Regions from separate parts of the Hordeum vulgare genome. Here region 2 is linked to region 1. Evidence: chromatin contacts called from public Hi-C data. All regions are on one chromosome and are shown on one strand. The core of a region is the stretch at or near the end of the contact, and the rest is flanking DNA. Distances in the headings are between cores, read along the strand shown.

Region 1 (4,393 bases), core at 417-2,916:
AAACGGTGAAGTTAGGCTAGGCGGCCCCCCTAGCCATTATGACCCACAATAAATAAGGCCCCATGGGCTACCCCTTGTTCTCTGGGCACCCCTTTATAAGGTGACCCAGTGGGCCAACCACGGGGAGGGAGAGACACACACGCACAGGAGGAGGAGAACTCTCCCTGGCTCCCCCATTCTCTCATTCCCCACTCTCCAGGAGAGAAGGAGGGCTCCCAGCCTCCATCCAGACAGCTCAAGGAGCACCACGTACAACCATATACTCTTTATATACACCACACATGCAAGAGTAGGGGTGTTACATCCACACGAGGGCCCCGAACCTGGGTAAGTCACCGCGTGTTGTTGCCCAATCTCCACGACGGCCTTGCTCTCACCTCTTTAAGCCACCCCATCGCATCTGTCTCAAAAATACCACGACACTTGACGCCCACCGTGGGGCATGCTACTGCTGGAACCGCGGTCCGGGCGGCGGGACACTTTTCATCGTCATTATCGTCGTCTCTCCGGTAGCGCTCTGGGCCCGACGTCGACATGCCCCCATGGTGACCGCGCAGGGCGGCACGTCCCCGTTGCCGGTCGCGCCCTTTTCATCACCACGACCGCAGCGCCGGCCGCTCCTCGCGGCTCCCGCGCTGCTTTGTCAGTGCCGCCATGCCTCCATGCCTCACGCACAGTGCCCTGCCAGTATTGCTACTTCTTCCATCGATGCACCATCAGCAACACTACTCCGCAGTCCTCCGCGTTCTATTCCATCCAACGCCGAAAGCCCTCCACAACATGGGCAAGCTTCGCTGCTCCCTACCCCGCCCTGGCAGCGCCCGGGTCCTAGATGCCTGCGCGTCCGCGCGCCGGCTTCGCCATCTCCGGCCATGTGCGTCCACGCGCCCACTTCGCCGGCTTCGTGCGTCCGCGTGCAACCAGCTCCTCCATGCCGTCTGCGGGCCTGTAGTGCCGTGCCCGTCCACGCTGGCTCCACCCCGCACCACCGTGCCTCGCCCGCCGGCTGGGCGCGCCATTCGGCCGCCGCCTCCTCCTTCACTAGATCCACGCCCATCCGGCTACGACGTGCGCCGGCTCCGCCCAACCGCGCCGCTCCTCGTTGCCCCGCGCACTCGCCCGCGCCGTCTCCGTCCCCGCAGCCGGGTGCCGCTACCGCACCCGGTCGCTGGCTGCCCCTGCGCCTCGCGCCCACACCGGCCTCCGTACCGGTTGCGCCTCGCTGCCTGCTGGCTGAGTCCCCGCGCCCGTTCTGCGGGTCCGGCATGCCTTGCTGCCAGCCGGCCTCGCCTGCTCCCCTGCGCTCCTCGCCGATTCTGTGTCCTCCCCCGCAGCTGGCCCGTCGCCTCGGGCGCCCGCGCTCTCACTGGCCAGGCCGGCTCCGGCTCGCCCACCCCAACCGGCACCGGTAGGGCCCCGTGCTCCCCCAGCCAGCATGGCACAAAAAGAGAGGTCAGCTCCCTAAAGAAAAGTCAAAGCCAAAAATTTGGTCAAGAGAAGACCAGAAGGTGCAACTGGCGAAAAAGAAGAAAGAAGGCCACTTGCGCCCGCCCGCCAGTGCCACCGCTCAGTCGGCTGCCCTGCCCGCGTTGTTGTCTGGCTAGCCAGCCCGCCTACTTCAACGTCGGGCCGACCCGGTCGCCCATCCAATCTGACGTTCGGCCGTCGGTACCGGCCGGTTGACACAACCTTCGACCACCGAAGGCTTGGCGGTCACACCAAGTGGGTGAGCCGGCGTACTCCGTTCACAGAAAACCGCACCGACATCCATCGACAGCAATCGCCTCGTTTGCACAAAAGATTTGTGAGCTCCCGTCCGTGCATCTTCGCACCGCGTGCAAAAGCAAATACCCCGACAGACACTCGGGGGCCATCACCGCATTCATTTGAGCTACTCTGTTGCTCACCCTCGCGTCGACCTAGTCTCGGCCCAGACGTCGACCGTTGGGCCCAGTTCATTCCTTCCCGCAGACGGAGTTAGTAGCGTCTACCATACCAAAGGCCCACTCTTCATCTCAGCTACACACCTTATCGCGGTTGTCTGGCTAGCAAGAGCAAAAGCTGGAGGTCACCTTGCGAACAACGTCCGGGGAGAAAACGGCTTGGGTAAACTGCCACACCCTGTTTTTGCAACCACTTTCTTTGTAATGCAAAAAATCTGAGCTTGTTAAAACTTTTTTCAAAACTAATGATGTGAGTGCCATGTTTGTCATTGAATGACTTGTGTGATGATCATGTGATGATAAAACCCTATTTCACAATATTGAATTATTTTCAAAACCTTATTCTTGTTTCTGATCATGGTAAAACCCTACTTTGGGTTGCACTACTTGCCCTTGATGGCAAGATTGGTCTCTACCCAAAGTTGGTGATTTGATTTTAACTTATTTTAGTATTTCAAAACCACAAAAATAATTATTTTTAGAATTGTTTTCTTAATTTATTTACAAGTCCATTTCTGAGGCCAGAAATGGTATTCCTACATGGAAAAATACTTTTCTGCCTTAGAAAAATCTGATTAAATTTGGAGATGATCAGAAGGACATATATTTTCCATACATAGCATTTTAAACCCCTATATTTATTATAATTATTTGAGTAAAACCCTGAAAACCATTTCTATCTGTTTTGACCTTTTGAAATATTTCCAAAGCGAATATTCTCAATAAAATCCTAGAAAATTCTAGTGGTATGCCTAAGCCATATTTGGTGTCCACATAAAGTATCACCTTGATCCAAGGTGATTAAGGACCCCAAATAACCCAAAAACCCCTTCTGTCCAGATTGGAGTTAGAGAAACTCTACATAGCAAAGTTTGTCCTATGATGCTGAAACTTTGCAGGAATGCCTAATACCTCAAATGAGAGTTCCACACCAAAAATAGGATTTGCGAGACTTAGTTGCCCACACTCTCTTTGGAAGGGATGGATCTGGTCAAATAGTGGTGTTTTCAAGTTTACAAAGCTAAACTTGTCCAATGGAGCTCTAACTTGGTGAAACCCCATGTTTTAGCCCCAAACCCAAACCTGTTAAGTTGCAGCACCAGTGGTGGGGTGCAACCCCCTCAAACCACTATCGAGCACCTTCTGACAGATGGGAAAAAGCCCGCTTGGCCATGGCTAAACCCAGCCCCATTGCTCCAAACTCATATATTAGGTAGCCAGTATCAATGCCTAACCCCAATCAACTAGCCCCTCACTGGTTCAAAGTGGAAATGCCAAAAAACCCAATCTAAGCTTCAGTTCAAGGCTGACAGCACCAGAATTTTTGTCTCCCTTGACCAGCCGAAGCTCCCACGAGACCCAAATGGCTAGCATCACTCCCAGCCAGTGCCAGGACATGCTAGACACGTCCAAAGTGCCTTAGAGCGCACCAGCATGCCGTGGCATTCCAAAACTATGCTCTGGGCGCGCTACAGGAAGCCACCGAGGTGGGGGTGACGCTCTCGACCAGTTCCAGCCTCCCCCGAGGTTTCCAGCCTCTTCCCCGACAACCCCTCTTCGTCGAACAACCCTCAGGGCCCCTCCTCTCCCACGCTAGAGCTCGTACAACACTGCCCGCGCGCACCAGAACCGGCCAAGGTTGCGCGGCCACGGAGGCTCGACTCCTCTCTCTCTCTCTCTCTCCCTCTGTTGCAGATGGTTCTGGCAGTCTAAAACCACGTTCTGACAGTGGTTTCGACCCCAGCTCCTCCCTGCACCCCCATGCGCGCCACAGTGAGTCACCCGCGCTCCCGAATCGGCTCACTGTCGTGGACCTTTTCATAGCCATCCCCCTCGCTCCTGCATCCCTCAGATAGCTTCACCACGACCACTAGCACCTCCCTAGCCACCCGAGCAAGCCAGCAGAGCCCCGGTGCTCGAGATCGACCGAGGCCCCTCTGCCTTGGAGCTCCGGTCGATCTCCGACTACACGACGGCTCCTCCGTCCCTCGACCCACCAATCTGATCCCCTCGACCCGAGGAAGCTTTCCCACAACTTCCCCGAGCATTTCCGTGCCCCTAGCTGCCTCCTCGACCACCTCCCAAAACTCCTCCCACCCTTGCCTCTCCATTCTTGTTCCGACCACCAGCAGGTAGGCGGCGTCATGTTGAGCCCATTTCTGTCCTCGTTGGGGCTTGAGAACGTCGGCAGCATTGCGGGCGTGCTCCTCCTCCTCTCTGGCCAGAGGTAGCAGATGACCCCAACAGGTGTACCCCACCTGTCGGTGGCCCAGCTCCCGCCCCCGCACTGCTCGCAGCCGCTGACCGCACGGCCCCGCACGTCAGGTTCAAACCTCACGGCGCACATGTGTGGGCAGGCTGACGGCTAGCCTTGGGCCGGCCCAGTTCCAGGTCGAGCCAGGCCAGGGACTTAGCCCATTTTTCTTTTATTTTAAAAATCTGATTTCTAA
Region 2 (4,244 bases), core at 1,726-4,225, 320 kb before region 1:
TGGAGATGTGGTCTGAGCAGAACAGTGGAGATGTAGTTTGAGCAAGTTCATCGCAAAACCTGTGATCCCCTCTTAATAGTGCGGGATCCCTAAAGACTCAAGAATCATATTAGGGGTACTGATGATCCATACTTGAGTGTATACTTTTATTCACTGATCATCACTCCGCACAACTAACGTCAAAGGAACTGATACCTTTGAGTTAGCCCTTTCACTTGAGCTTGATGTTGTTGTTCCTTCTTGGCTCAAGTTGAAAGCAAGACATGATGAAGTCTTCAAGTAGCTCTCCCATACACAATGTGGAGAGCCTAGCTTATGTATTCATCTTCATTTGTCCACCATGTGAACATCCACAAGAATCAAGCATGTAGTGCTCAGGAATGCTTATCTTGATCTTGTCCTTGTTAGCACATGAGCTTGTCCTTATCAACACATGATCATTAACAATAGTTTCAATGATATATTCGTGCTGATCCACTTGAACTTGCACACCACAATCTTGATGACGATCGCCACTTGACGTCATCCTTCATGGGTTGTATGGGATCTTCCTTTTGACGCAAGCCCATGGAAGCACACCTAACCCCCACATAGGACTCTCACAAAGACCATGGGTTAGTACACAAACACGTAATGGACAATGCTTACCATACCATGGGATCACTTGATCTCTCTCGGTACATCTTATACGCTTTGTGTGTTGATCATCTTGATTTACTCTTTGTCTAAGATCTTGATCAACCTAGTGTATCTATGACCATTCTTTGAATAATACCTTGAATACCATCTTGGTCATCATATAAACTCCTTGAACCCAACAGATGGACTTCAAAAAGTGCCTATGGACAAATCCTATAAATATAACTTAAGGCAACCATTAGTCCATAGGAATTGTCATCAATTACCAAAACCACATATGAAGATATATGCTCTAACAAGCATCGATATTTTTATGAGTCATGTTTTATGAGTCCGTGTGGTCTTTTCCTAGTAACTATCAAAGCTTCTTGAAGACCACTTCCGCAAATATATTTTTCTTGAGATTTGTTTAAATCGGCGTTTTGAGCTATCTAAGCCTCCGTGTTGAGATTTGCGCAGTGTAGAAAAAATGATCTGGTTGGAAATGTAGCAACGTCGATTTAGAGATAAAAAAATGTTCATGGACTTGAACATACATAAACTCAAAATTAACATTACAATTCCCTTATTCTGATGTCATTTCGAATGGTTTCTTATGTCTTTCTTTTTTTCCGCCGGGTTTATGTTGTTGTTGTTGCCTAAATTGTCTGGGGCTTTTACTAAATTTATCCTCCCACTGTTTCTTTTTTACTTTGTATATTAGGTTTGTCTCAAGTCAAACTCTTCAAACTTTTACTAAAAGGTTATTAACATTCACACAATAAAACATCAATATCACTAGATCCAGTATTTCATGTCTTTCAGATTATATTTATTAGGTATTCTAGATATTAATTTTTAAATATAAATTCGATCAAACTTTGTAAAGTTTGATCTCAGTCAAATCTAATATGCATAGTAAAAAAACGGAGTGAGTATAAAACACAAAACACAAATAAGCACACAAAGACTCCATCTCTCCTCGTGCAGAAATCAGAGTATACGTGGAATTCCTGAATTCCCCATCGTCCACCACCCATCTGATAATTTCATACTTACACAACAACGCAACATGCCAATCACACTCTATAAAGAATAGTTGTACATGCCAGCTGACAACGCACCCACTGCCCCCTGCACACTCGGCAAGTTCGTGCGAGCCACTGGAATCAGACGTTGTCGGGCAGGTCGAAGTGCTGGACGCCGAGCACCTGCAGCGCCGAGTTCTGCACGAAGAGGACGAGGCCGCACTTGGTCGCGCGAAAGTCGTCCCACAGCGGGAACTGGACGGACCCGGACACGGCCTTCCTGGCGGACGCGCCGTCGCGCACGGCGGCCACCTTCTCCAGCCGGCGCACGACGTGGTCGTTGAGCAGCGACTTGCCCTTGTTCTCGCCGCGGCCGCAGTCGGTGACCACGCCGTTCTCGTACAGCGCCACAAGCACGCTCCCGCCGCCGTCCACCCGGTAGTGGAGCGCGCCCGTGAAGGACGCCTGCAGCGTGCTCGGGTTCGGCCGCTGGAACTTCACCTGCACAGCACAGGGGCACACGGTTCAGACTTTAGACTTGAGAGCACCGGCCAAAATTAAGCTGGTGCGTGCGTGCGTACCTTCATGGCGGGCGAGGGGTAGCGGGGCGCGTCGCGGATGGCCTGGGCGAGCTTGTCCTGCTCGGTGCCGACGCAGTCCGCGCGGCCCTGCACGACGACCTGCGGCGTGAAGAGCGTGTCGAGCCGGAGCGCCTCCACGTACGCCTTCTGCCGCACGGTCCAGGCGCTGGACGCGAAGGGGTCCTTCCACCCTTGGTAGTCCCAGTAGTCCACGTGGAACCCCAGCACCAGCACCGCTCGCTCGCCGCCGGCGCTGGCCTCGGAGGACTCCTGCGCCAGCCGGGCCACCAGGGCGTCCGCCTCAGGCGACGCCGCGCACCCCTGCGAGGAGAAGAGCTCCACCAGCACCGGGCCCGGGGCCAGGTCCTCCACAGGCTCCGGCGCCGAGGCCGTCGCGCCGCCCCTGCCCAAGCACGCCAGGAAACGCGGCGCCATCGCTACGTCTACGTGCCTGCCTCCTTCCCGGAGCAGTGGAGATGTCAACGTGGTGGGAAAGGGAAGCGACTGCCAATGCCAGGACGATCGATCGAGGCGCGCGTTTGCGTGTGCCGGCCCCGGGCGAGGTAAGTAGAGTGGTGGCTGGCCACTTCGGTGGGTGAAAGGGAACGTGGCGGTGGCGACGGGAAGGCAACAGGATACCAGCCTGGGACAGCACGCAGCTCCCCTTCCCGGCGCTACGTTGCGATCTGTCGGCCTCCGCCCATGTGTGCGGTGTGCCTGCCTACAGCCCCTCCATTATTTCTACACTTTATACCCCTTTTCTTTTGTGCGAGCTCTAAATTTCTTATGGGTGACACGGTAGCACCACTTTGCTCCACATGCATCTTCTTTTTGTCCTCCACATGCATCTTCCTTTGCGATGCGAAAAGATGACCGAACCTCTATGTGCTCCCCTGCTCTAAACCGTGGATCCTTTGCTTCGTCCGGTGTGTTTTGCCGCAGCCAAGTGGAGACTGACGAACTTCTGGTTCGCTGAAAAGTAAGAACGGTGTCGGTCGATCGGTCAGTGGTTGGGTCCGCGTTCGCGCGCAGCGGCTGGCCTTGATTTATACTACATCTGTTTTTAAATATAAGTCTTTATACAAATTCCACTACATAATACATATGAAACGAAATGAACGAGTTTACACTTAAAAATATATTTATTTATATCCATATTTAATTTGTATTAAAAAATTTAAAAGACTTACATTTAGAAACGAAGGAAGTACTTTGTTTAAGGCAAACGAGCGTGGTGCCGACCTAGCTTTTTGCTGTCCATGCTACACCGCGGTGCCCGTGTCACACGAGACTATAATCGACAGTCCCGGTAGCTCCTGTGTTGAGCTACATGTTCCGGCGTTTGATATCTCTGAATTGAACGCTTGGCTTTTGACCCATCGACGGAACCCCTCTACCTGTACCGCTGTACGTCGCCTTCCGAGATCTGGGATCAGCTCTCGCTCGCGGTGCCGGTGGTGAGTGCGTCCGTGCACCTGACGGCGCATGCGACGTCCTACCAGATCAGTGATCACCTGTCGGTGTACCTGACATGTACCGTGTGCCTGTTGCGACTCCATTAACTGGGAATTCCGCAGAGCCTTGCGGTTTCTTTTAGAATCTCATAACTCATTTTTTTTAATTCAAATTATAACGTCCACACATATGATATGTTTGCACTTCATCAGGGCCGGGCCGGCAAAATCCAGGACCGTGTGCGAAACTAGAAATTAGGGCCCTATCTTATAAAAAAAACTAACAAGCAATATAATGTATATATATCTCTAGAATTTTTTTATAACATATGTAATATAATGTCTTGCATAATAATTGGCATATAAAAAAGTCATATATATCCAACTCCCGGTTGCTATTTATTTAAACATTCTCATTTTTTTAGTATTCTTTAAAATAAAATCTTCAATGATATCTTCCTCATCAATCTTCTCCAACACTTCACTCTTAAGTGCTATTGTGGTCAAATTGTTAAGTCTTTGTTGTGTCATAATAGTACGTATATAAGACTTTAATAGCTTCA

The links. Hi-C and Micro-C count contacts between places; a contact is called where the count stands out from the background.
Region 2: a contact with region 1 is called in a Hi-C map of leaf, with 2.7 times the contacts expected there. The contact joins the promoter of LOC123429862 here to the enhancer-like site in region 1. A contact is called at or near these places in 2 of 6 Hi-C or Micro-C datasets (leaf and seedling).

Annotation. Positions count from the first base shown.
Region 1 is chr2H:170,262,169-170,266,561 of MorexV3_pseudomolecules_assembly, reverse strand. No RefSeq gene overlaps it. Among protein-coding and RNA genes, the nearest start is that of LOC123425709, 170 kb to the right of the region's middle. Within about 2 kb of position 1,666, at least 3 of the 3 cell types and tissues checked have open chromatin away from gene starts, as enhancers often do. A contact at or near this core is called in leaf and seedling, where this site is marked.
Region 2 is chr2H:170,582,800-170,587,043 of MorexV3_pseudomolecules_assembly, reverse strand. LOC123429862 reads right to left here and starts at 2,975. Exons shown (of 2, transcript XM_045113839.1): 1 at 2,228-2,975; 2 at 1,575-2,147. The coding sequence starts at 2,662. The coding sequence ends at 1,788.